Regions from separate parts of the Mus musculus genome. Here region 2 is linked to region 1. The links are chromatin contacts, called in public Hi-C maps. All regions are on one chromosome and are shown on one strand. The core of a region is the stretch at or near the end of the contact, and the rest is flanking DNA. Distances in the headings are between cores, read along the strand shown.

Region 1 (5,640 bases), core at 2,891-5,390:
CATTTTAGCGATGTAAAAATAAGCGACTCAGTAGCCAGCCTTGCTGTGTACAAAATGTTCTGCACAGGACTCGGCATCAGCGAGCCACTTAAATAATGTGCCGTGGTCACTTTAAGTGCAGCTTGTGTGCTGAAAGTGTATTTTGGCACATTCCTTTTCCATGAGCACATGAAACCAAATCCCTGCCACTATCGTGGCTAGCACTTGACACTTAAATAACGCCTGGCCTCTAATATATCAGAGAGCATTCTGCAGGTCATATGTGGAACTTCAGCTTCAAAAGAACTCAGACTTGAGAGGGAAGTTTTGACGTACCAGAGACACCTGCATTGTTGTTTAATTATCTTGTGCAAGGGAATCTGTTACATACTTCTACTTAGCTTTACACAGAGGCCCTTAATACAGTGTTTTTGAGCCATGGTCTCCAGAGATTGATGGATGTGGCTGTGGTCATTTGTCTAGCAGATAACTGGTGAGCTAATGCTAGGCTTGATGCCAGAATGGGGAGTTCTAGCTAGCCTCGAAAGATATTACATCTTGAAAATCCAAACCTCCCTGAGAAACTCTTACCTTGTGTAAGAGCAAATGTCCCGGGCTAGATCTGATCGTCGGGAACTATAGTTGTTTGTCAGTGTGGGATGCTGTTAGGATCCAAATTGGGCATAAGAACCAACATCCAGAAAATAACTAATGCCCACCCTTTCCTGTGTAGTCTCACTTTCTGTTAGCAGTATAACATTGTGCACAACATGGTCTTTCACTGCCAATTACAGGTAAATGTTACCAGTCTCTGACAGAATAGTGGCCGCACAGAGGATGAACCGGCAGTGTTGGATATGAAAAATGGGATTTTTTTTTTTAATGAATCTTGCCTTTCCTGGAATGTATCAACTGATTTTCTGGTTTATTCATGTGCCATTAACCCCATGGGAACATGGATCTGGGCGAGCAAATCAAATGGCCGTGACAGTGACAGAGAAAGAGGAGTGGTGCCTGCCTTGTCCCAAACAATTTCTAAAAGGCCAAATTCTGATATGATTTTGACAGGGTTGTGTTGCATGTAGTTTTAAAACCATGCTACCGCCTTTGCCCCGGAGCTGCGACTGCGCTCTGGCACCTCCTGGCTTACTTTTTTCCTCCCTGCTTAGGTCTGCCAAGCCGCCAACACTGTCCTGGCTCCTCTCTATCCTCCAGGAGTCAACAGCTCCACTAGCCCACTCCTGTGACCCTTTCCCCAGGAGGGATCTTGTTACCAGCCCCACCAGAGACCTTTGAATCTGTGGATGAAAAAACACACATTCAGCTAGTCACTTTACAGCTTGCCTCTCATGGAGCAATCGCTGGGCACTGAATCTCCTGCCTGGAAAAACATGCCCTCATCAATTCATTATACCCCGTCTCTCCGCCACATCCTTGGCCACCCGCTCCTAGCGGAGGCCGCTGTCCCTAGCGTCCTCAAGACCTTACATGACTGCAGGGTCCCTTTTCCTCCAAGGCATGACAGAAAAGCTCCCTCTCTTTCCCTGCATCTGCCTTTGCCGCGTAGGACTCGGAAGTCCCACCTGTACCTTCTGCTCATCAATTGGCTCTCAGCCTTCTTTGTTGACAAAATCATGAACCAATCAGAGAACCAGACCTTCGTATCAGCACCTCCCCCTACAGAGTTGTTACGGATAGTGTTTTTATTTGCTTCTTGTAACTTGAGGGCAGGACTTCTGTGAATCAAATACAGGGTGTGGCTCTCCTGGATGCCACATGGCGATGGATCTCTTGGATGGCGATCTGTGCGTTCAGAAACATTTGATCACCAAGAAAGGTCTTTATTGGCCTTCATAGTCCCACATACAAGTAACGAAAGAGACCTAGTCTGGGTTCGAGTCTACTAGTATTTGGCATTCTTTCCCTTGCAACAGATGGTAACCAGGCTCTTTATTAGACGACAGGATAAGAGTTTGTCTGCTCCATTTTCTCTTATCCCATTTGTCATCTCAAGTTAGGTTGGGTCTGATCTTCTTAGCGCAGGTATATAGGAGCCGTTTGTGATGTCTGCTGGGCAGATGTGGAGGCCAAATTAACTGATGCTAACCTCCCCTTAGCAGCTTCACATGAATCTCCTTAGGCATGGGGCTGCGGGGGGGGGGGGTGGTGGTGGTGGTGGGGTCCACTATGGAATGCACCTCCTTCCAGAGGATGGATGGCGACATTCATAACTGTGCTTCATGCAATCAGGTTCACACCTTACTAACTAACCACAGAGACTAGAAAAGCAAGTAACCTTTATAGTGTATCCTAAGTGGACAGGCTCATGTTCTATCTATAATGCGTTCAGAAGATCACTGCCCAGGCTCTCTATCCACTTCTATTTCATCTTCTCACAGAACAATCGTCCCTTCTGCATGTACCGCCTTCAGGTCTCCTGTTCTGAGGCGTGAACCGACACAGGCATGCCAATATGGTGGGCACTGGCAGGAAGCCCAGTAGAGTTGGTATTCCGAAAATGCTATGCCCAGGCAGCCTTGTAACATGATGGAGGAGTCATTTCTACTCAGTGGGAGAATCCGAGCTTATTGAGGGTATCAGTCAAGGCTGTTTCAAATCCATGACCTCCACACTGGGCTGGAGACACTGTGTAGGAACAACTGACCTGCCTAAACTGCATGGAAACTTTTAAAGTCATTCTGGGTCAGGGGCTCTGGCTGGTGCTAGGGGCTTCCCTGTCCTGCTTCCCACACACATTTTTATATCTTCATCCGCTTGCATCCGTAGAAAAGGGGGCACGTGGGTAAGGGAAAGAGCCCCAGGGCCTTGTGAGTAATAGGGTTGAGTTGCCTCTTTGGTCCTGACATGGGTAAACGGAGCTGCCCCAGCTGTTTGGATCCGCTTTCCCCTAAAGGTGGCTCTGTGACATGGAATGAACAAGCGTTCCCTTCTAACCCTTTCCACTGCCCGTCCGCTCTCAGCAGGCCTCCTTCCTGGTGCTGTTGCCCTCTTCAGGAGGCCATTAACTCTTTATGTTCCTCTTGTTCCTTCAGTCCTGTGAAGGATTTTTCCTCCGCTCACTCGTGGTGAAAGCAAAGCCCTCGCTGTTCACTCCAACTTTGCTCTAATTTATTCTTGCTTTTCTGTCTTCTTGGTTCGGTCGGCCAAACCTCAGTCTACCACGTAACCTTAGGAAACTGGGTCCATTCTCAGACACCCTGAACATACAGGACGACCCTTGACTCGGTTTTTGCTTTGTTTCTTTTCTTTTTGGTTTGTTGTTGTTGTTGCCATTGTTGTTTCCAGTGCATCATTTTAACAACAAATCAAAAAACAAAAGCTTTGTGTCTTCAGGTACCACAGATCTACATTCAGCTCGCTTCCCAGAGTCAGACACACCCTTGAGCAACACTCGCCACTAGAGAAAACTTATCACAAGCCCACAGGCTTGTGGACAATATCAGACAGACATTCTTCACAGGTCATAAAGTAGGCTGTCGCAGAGACTTGAGGGAAAGGGGTTGAACTCTCTCGATTTCCTCTTCCTGCTTCTCACAGTGAGCTTCATATTTTTTCCCTGTTCCAACTTTTAAATCCTTTCACAAAGTCACTGTTAAGCCAGTTGCAAGACTGGACTGTGTACTTTGCCACTCTACAAATGGAGTTCCCTTTGACCCACACAGATGGCTTTAATTTTCCGGTATGGTATGCAAGGAATGCCTCAGGAGAAACTGCGGGCCGTTAAGCTTGCATTTTTTTTTCTTTTTGGTTTGTCCATACATACTACAAAATGGAGTTCTCGTTTGCTGTCTCTGCTGTAAGCTCCCGTCTCAACACCACTCTGAGCGTTCGGGACTGAGAATCAATTACGGGAAGCTCTTGCTAAACTGAAGGGCTTATACATCGTAAGGCAGATAGAGTAATTCTACCAAGTCCAAAAAGAGTGGCTTCATAAACAGATGCCAGAGATAAGCATGTTTCTGTGTTGGGCTGTCTGAACCCAAAGGCTCTGTCCCCCTGTCCTCAGCGGCCTCTTTATCTACTGACACACCATTTACTTGGGCTCTGCAGCAAGTGGAGCCTCTCTTGAGCGTTTGCATCCTTCTTTCAGCTGCTGAAACGGGGCTGGAATCTGTCGAGAACCCCCAAAGGGAGTGGAAAGATTCCTGCTGTCAGTTTAACTCAGCATTTACTGAGTGCCTGCTCTGTGCAAATGACTGAGGGAGGGCCTCTGAAGAATGCTGAGGTTATTAACTTCTTGCTTGCCTTTTGGGGATCTGTAATCTATTAATGTGTGTGGGAGGAAGGAGGGAACACAAAAAGTATCACATTTTTTTTTCTTTTTCAAAATACCAGTGGAAAAATGTTAAATAAAATGGAAGATTAGGGAAAAGCCAGGTCTCTAGAAATTGCTTTACAGTCTGCGTAAGTCACCTCGGCGTCTTGTCCTTGATGCTTAGCCAGTCTAATGAGAAGAAGACACACTTAGCTATCAGCGAGGACTTCACTGCCTCTAAGTTGCTCGAAGCTGTTACTTTATCGCTTCTGTCCAAAATTATTTTTTTTAACGGAGAATACTAAGATTCGAGAAAGTGAACGCGTGATATGCAACCAAGGAAAATAATATCACCCCTAGACATGAAAAATCGGCATGAAGTTTGCACAGCGTTTGGAATGGACTTAATTCTGCTCAACTGTACAAAGTTAGAAGCAGTTAGGGTGATAAGCGCTATGCAGTGTGTGTTTTCACACGACGAACATGAGAAAAAAAATCAAGAGATTTTTTTTTAAAGTGTGTAGCTTTGTTTGTGTGTGTGTGTGTGTGTGTGTGTGTTGGGTTTAAAATAAAAACAAAACGCTTTAGATTAGAATACTTAAAGCCGTAGCAGAGATCAAAAACAGAAGTTAAAGAAGCGACTATGCCTTTGCACACCCTCTTGCAGATCCGTACTTCGGTGATCACACTGCTGTTTCCAAGGAAACCCTTCAGCTGGCTGAAGCATTTCGGGATCGCTGCAATCATCATCGCACTCAACAACATCCTGGTCATCCTCGTGCCTACCATCAAATACATCTTTGGATTCATAGGTATGTCTCAGAAAAGCTTTTGTTTGGCCAGCTCAGACTTAAGACCGCCTTAAATGGCAAATACGGAGACGGAGCAGTGTAGACAGGGCTCCCAGTCCCCTTTAGGCTAATAAGAACACCGCCAGGCCCTGCTGGGTTCAGGGATTGCGCTGGCAGTGCCCGCTCCCTCCCAACTGATGTTGGGAGTCACCTATAGCCATTTGGTCCTCGGGCCTTTTCAAGAGATGAGGAAACTGAGCCTCAAAAAGCCAAGTCGCACACCTTTTGATGGACACTGGATTTAGGCATGCGCAGTAGTTCTGTCTTCCACTCAGGATTTGGGCATGCGTAGTAGCTCTGTCTTCGACGCCAAATTTGGGCCTGCCCAGTAGTTTTGTCTTCAAGAGACCAGTAAGGACAAATGTTGACTACCACTGGCTCTCTGGAGTCTGTGTCAAATCGGGTATTCAAGATGTTCTTAGAGGACTAGGAGGCTGATAGCATAAAACATCTTATTTCCTTTAACCACAGGGTCTGTTAGTACATTTAATTTCTCAATCCAGGCAGAGGGTTTATTGCATTTTAAGGGCAGAA
Region 2 (5,085 bases), core at 590-3,089, 140 kb before region 1:
TTAAGGACAGAGGGGGGAATTAATATTTCACTGTTATAATGTCATTGTGGTGGTCTGAATATGCTTTGTCAATGGGAAGTGGCACTATTAGAAGGTGTGGCCTTGTTAGAGGAAGTGTGGCCTTGTTAGAGGAAGTGTGTCACTGTGGAGGTGGGTCTTTGAGGTCTCAAATATATGCTTAAGTCTGGCTGGTGTGATCTAGAGTCTCCTCCTGGCTGCCTTCTGATCAAGACGTAGAACTCTCTGCTCCACCAGCACCATGCCTACCTGGATGCTACTGTGCTCCCTGCATTGATGATAATGGACTGAATCTCAGAACCTGTAAGTCAGCCCCAATGAAATGTCCTTATAAGAATTGCCTTGGTCACGGTGTCTCTTCACAGCAACAGATACCCTAACCGAGATAGTCATCAAATATCATGACTTGGTACAGTCTCACTTGAAAATGGACTTATGGCTTGATCCTTGTGTGTTCCAGTGCACACATTTAAAAGGTGTAGGGATGGGGTGTGTGTAAAATGATATGCTAAGAAAAGAAAGAAAATACATGTATATAAAATGCTCAGTTAAAACACAACACCAGGAATGTGCACTGGGAATTCCAGCCCTCGGGGGGATTGCAACAGGTTCTGGCTAGTACCATCTATCTTGCAAGTTCTCTGTGGCTTTGAGCTCTGTTTAAAAATAAAAGGCAACAATGACAATAAAAAAGCATTTTAAATTCACAATAAATGAAGTCAAGTAAAAGCTAAAATAAAATAGGAACAAAGTACGCAGAAACCAATAATGAACTCAGTAAATACTGAGTGACTCGTGTGTCAGTGTTCTGAATATACCTACTAAAATGCTGGCCCGTGGAGGAGAAAAGATCCCATGACCTTGTGAGCAAGTGGGGGTGGGGTGGGTGTGGGGAGGGGGTGTGGGAGAAGTCAGAGTGGAGCAAAGTGGGGTGGACTTGAGCAAAGTCACATTGTATGCACGTACAAGAGTCTTGAACACAAAAGGGCCATGTGTCAGATTTGGTGGAACCTTTGTTATGGGAGGAGCTGGGGGAAGGGAGTGGATATGTTAAAGACACTGTAAGAAATTCTCAGAGAATAAGAAACATCGTTTAAAATTAAAAACAAACACCGCTGCTAACATCCTGATCAACAGTGAAAAACTAGAAGCTTTCCACATGGATCAGGAGCAAGGAAAGGACTTCTTAAATAACACTCCTTCTCAGCATCTTACGGGAGTTTTAGTTAACTCGCTGGGACAGCAAATCAGTCAAAGGCTAAGGTACTGAGAAGGACAAAAGTCCATTCACAGACGACACAGCATCCACATAGAAAAGTCAAGGCATGGGGTATTGTAACTCAGCGAAAGAAACTCGTCTTTACACAGAAGACCGTGGGCTCAATCCCAACACAAACAAACAAACAAACAAAACCAACCAACCAACAAAACGTCAGGCAGGAGGAAGGAGGAGACAGGAAAAAAGGAGGGGAGGAGAAGGAAAAGAGAAAGAAAAGGAGAAGAGAATTCCAGGAGGGACTTTCCTATTTAATTTGAGGAATGTTAATAACCCTAGTATCTCCATTATTGATAATGAGATCCTGTTAGTCAATCAGGCATCTTCTAAATTCAGCGCTTCCTAATCGATACCAGCTAAATGAGCAAGGCAAGTCAATGACTGACGCTGCTGTTTCACGGCAGTCAGAATCTGCTGAGTAACTTATTCTACCTAATAACTGCAGCTCATGGTAACTGAGAACTTGGGAAGTGCCAAGAATAGGGCTAGTATTTGCGGTGGTTTGGATAAGAATGGCTCATATACTTGCATGCTTAGTCACCAGGGAGTGGCACTCTTCCATAGGATTAGAAGGTATGGCTTTGTTGGAGGAAGTGTGGTATTGTGGGTGTGCCTTGGGGTTTCAAAAACCATGCCAGGTTCTGTCTCTCTCTCTCTCTCTCTCTCCCTGCTTCCCTCTGTGTGAGTGTGTGCTTGTGAAACAGAGTGTGACTCTCGGCTACTGCTTCAGCTCCATGTGTGCCACAATGCTTCCTGCCATGATGATAATGAACTAATCTCTCTGAAACTGTAAGCCAGACCCCAATTCAATACTTCCTTTTGTAAGAGTTGCCTTGGTCATGGTGTCTCTTCCCAGCAAAAGAACATTGACTAAGACAGTCTCATCAGTAGTACTAGCAAGTGCAGCTTATCTGTTGAGGAAACAGAGATTACTAGGGGTGAAATAAACAATAGAAAGACACAGGTCCAACACTGGTGGGACAGGATGTAGAGGAATTTTAATCCAGGAACATGGCTGCTCTAATCACATCCAAAGACCTAGGTCTGTGTGATCTATTGGAATTTAATGTCACATGCCTTTCATCCCCCTGGCTGGAATATAGACATGCCTTTACTACACACCATTAAGGTAAGGTTAGTTTATAGAAGGAAGCAGCCATGTTTGAAAGTGATTTCTAATCGAGGGGCAGACAAAGTGATGGATCAGAGAAGGACTTGGCAGAGTCAGAGAAGGGATATGCCCATTTCTCGTGAGAACAGACAGGAAAGAGCTAGCTCAAGAGGGGAGCATGGAAAAGAGGGGGAGAGAGGCAGTTTTTACGGGGACAGTTTTACAGAGACAGGTTCCAGATGAAGACAGAAGGAGCCAGAGAAGGATCCAGAAGATTAGAACAGATTGCCAGAGTTAGTTTGAGGCCAAGCAGAGCAATTTAGTGAGAAGCCAAGAGAAGCCAGATTGAATCAGTCATCTTGGAGGGGAGTTTGAGCCAGAGCAGTTGAGTTGAACCAGCCAGCCAGAGTTCAGAAAGGGCAAGCTTACTCATCAGCCAGCCTCTAAGATGACAATCACACCAGGGATGTACAAGTGACTGTTACAGCAGGGATTTGAGTTCTGGCACGTGATGCCTGGATCCGTTTGTAAGCCTGTCTTCACACAGCTTCAACACAGTAGTAGGAGCCCAGCAACCTCTGCATCACATAGGTAAAGCTTTCTATTCCAGTGACCATCGAATGGTCCTGTGAAAGAGATGCCCGTTCAGCTCCTATAACCTTCTGTTCAAGAATGACTCGCACTTTGCATACTCGGATTACCTAGAAAAATCCAGAACGTTAGAGAAAAGTGATGAACTAATCTGCCTAAGTTGATTTGAAAATGAGGGTAAAGAATGTGATTTTTTTCATGCTTTACATTTATATTTAAATCTGTGGCCAACTTTGAGTCTCTTTCTTTTTTCCTCTACTTCTCTTTCCTCATATTCCTGCCTCCTCTTTTGAGATAAGGTCTCCTTCTATAGCCAAGGCTGGCCAAGACCTCATTATGTTGCCAACATTGGCCTTGAAATCATGGTCATCCCCCTGCCTCAGTCTCCCAAGTTCTAAGATTAGAGTCATTAACTAGCACAGGGGAGTTCTTTATTTTGGAAGAAGACACAATCCCACACAGTTCTTAGAAATACGTATATTGTTTGCAGATGTGTAACCCATCACAGGATGGTCCAGTGGTCAAGGAAGAAGACGACTGTCTAACTAGAGCCATTACTGGAGTTGTTGGGAGAACTCACTGTTGGGATAATATTGTGCACCGTGTAAACACCGTCTTTGTATTATTCAAATGCTGATCTCTCTGTTGGCAGAGGGCCAAGTACAAGCTGACTTTGGTGTCGTTATTAATATGGCTGCATCATATTTTGTAAACCCACCCTCTCTCACCTTCTGACTGGTTTATCAAAAAGCTGACGGCCTGTAACAAAAACAGGAAATAGAAGGTGGGACTTCCTGGAAGAGAGGGGAACTCTGGGAGAGAGTCAGGCCCGGGAGGATTCATCAAGAAGATGGAGAAGAAGCTGCAGGCCTGGAAGGAAGGAGAGGTAGCTAACCAGTTACATGGTGAGACTTAGATTAGCATAAACGGAATAGTTGAGCTCCGAGCCAGCTGGAAACAAACCTAACTTCAGGCCTAGGCATTCATAAATAAATATATGTCTCTGTGTCATTATTTGGAAGCTGGCAGTCCCAAAGCAAGTCCTGTTACAAGTGCTGTTGGAGATAGTGTGTGTGTGTGTGTGTGTGTGTGTGTGTGTGTGTGTGTGTGACTATGTATATCAAACTTCCTGAATTTTTTAGTCTTACCCTCCCAGACCTGCCCAAACCTCCTTTGAGTTGATAAGGACAAATATTGTCCGATGCTGATGTTATTTTGAGTTTTATAGAAAGTCCTGCCTAACAATTTGAACTAGGCTGTGCGTGTTTCCATTTGGTTGCTAGGCTGCATTCTGGGTCACTTCCCAGCAGCCTAGGTGACAGCTCTTCATGGGACACCTGAATAGCTGTAAGGTGATGAACTGTGAGATATCACATGATACACAGCCTTTAAAATAGGCAGTGTGACATAATGCACCCGCTGTGACCCAGGTTGTGGTGGAAAGTATCTGGAAGAGGAAAAATGAGATTCCGATGGCTGAAAGATAGCCAGTTTAGAATCTAGGCAGGGGTAGGGAAGACGAAGGCCAAGGAAGCTTTCTACACTCCCACCCGTCCCCCAGGGACAGTTCTGAAGCCCTACACTGTCCTGTAATGTGCCACAGACAGAAGCAATACAAGAGAAATGGAACTAGGGCTTGCTAAAGACATCAGAGCCCCAGGAAATCTCCTGGCCGAGAAGTTGGACAGATCTCTTGACACTTATTCTTTGTTTCCAGAATCTTCCACGTCTATCTCAAAAGTTTCATTGATCACCTTGCCCTTCTTTTCCAGATAATAGTACAGGCTTTCCCCGCCCGAGATCAGGCCAGCAATTTGGCTGCCCCGCGTCTTTCCAAATTGACTGCGTGGGAAACGCAATTTACTTCCTCCTCCAACAGTAGGTGGCAGCACTAACCTTGTTCATTAGGTTCCCGCATCTGTAAAAGCAAGCCGAATTTGCTCAGTGGCAACAGTTTAAGGTCAGGCCTTATTTAAAATGTAAAGAAGATAGGCAAGTAGGCAAGTAACTTAAAAACCCGACTAATCACTTAGCAATTAAGAGACTGGAGACACTGCCCACATTTACACTCATTGAAATGTGAAGCAGA

The links. Hi-C and Micro-C count contacts between places; a contact is called where the count stands out from the background.
Region 2: a contact with region 1 is called in a Hi-C map of embryonic fibroblasts, with 12 read pairs. The contact joins two enhancer-like sites. A contact is called at or near these places in 1 of 15 datasets of contacts at CTCF or cohesin (the NIH/3T3 cell line), 11 of 484 Hi-C or Micro-C datasets (the F1.1 cell line, the HL-1 cell line, embryonic fibroblasts and 5 more), 12 of 115 datasets of contacts at active chromatin or transcription factors (cardiomyocytes, craniofacial prominence, embryonic fibroblasts and 6 more) and 1 of 9 other capture datasets (embryonic stem cells).

Annotation. Positions count from the first base shown.
Region 1 is chr15:96,998,916-97,004,555 of GRCm38.p6, reverse strand. Slc38a4 (solute carrier family 38, member 4) reads left to right here. Exons shown (of 16, transcript NM_027052.3): 14 at 4,923-5,067. Among named protein-coding and RNA genes, the nearest start is that of Gm32840, 42 kb to the left of the region's middle. Within about 2 kb of position 4,140, at least 75 of the 459 cell types and tissues checked have an H3K27ac peak or open chromatin away from gene starts, as enhancers often do. A contact at or near this core is called in the HL-1 cell line, the NIH/3T3 cell line and embryonic fibroblasts, where this site is marked.
Region 2 is chr15:97,135,270-97,140,354 of GRCm38.p6, reverse strand. No RefSeq gene overlaps it. Among named protein-coding and RNA genes, the nearest start is that of Gm33149, 25 kb to the left of the region's middle. Within about 2 kb of position 1,839, at least 11 of the 459 cell types and tissues checked have an H3K27ac peak or open chromatin away from gene starts, as enhancers often do. A contact at or near this core is called in the HL-1 cell line, the NIH/3T3 cell line and embryonic fibroblasts, where this site is marked.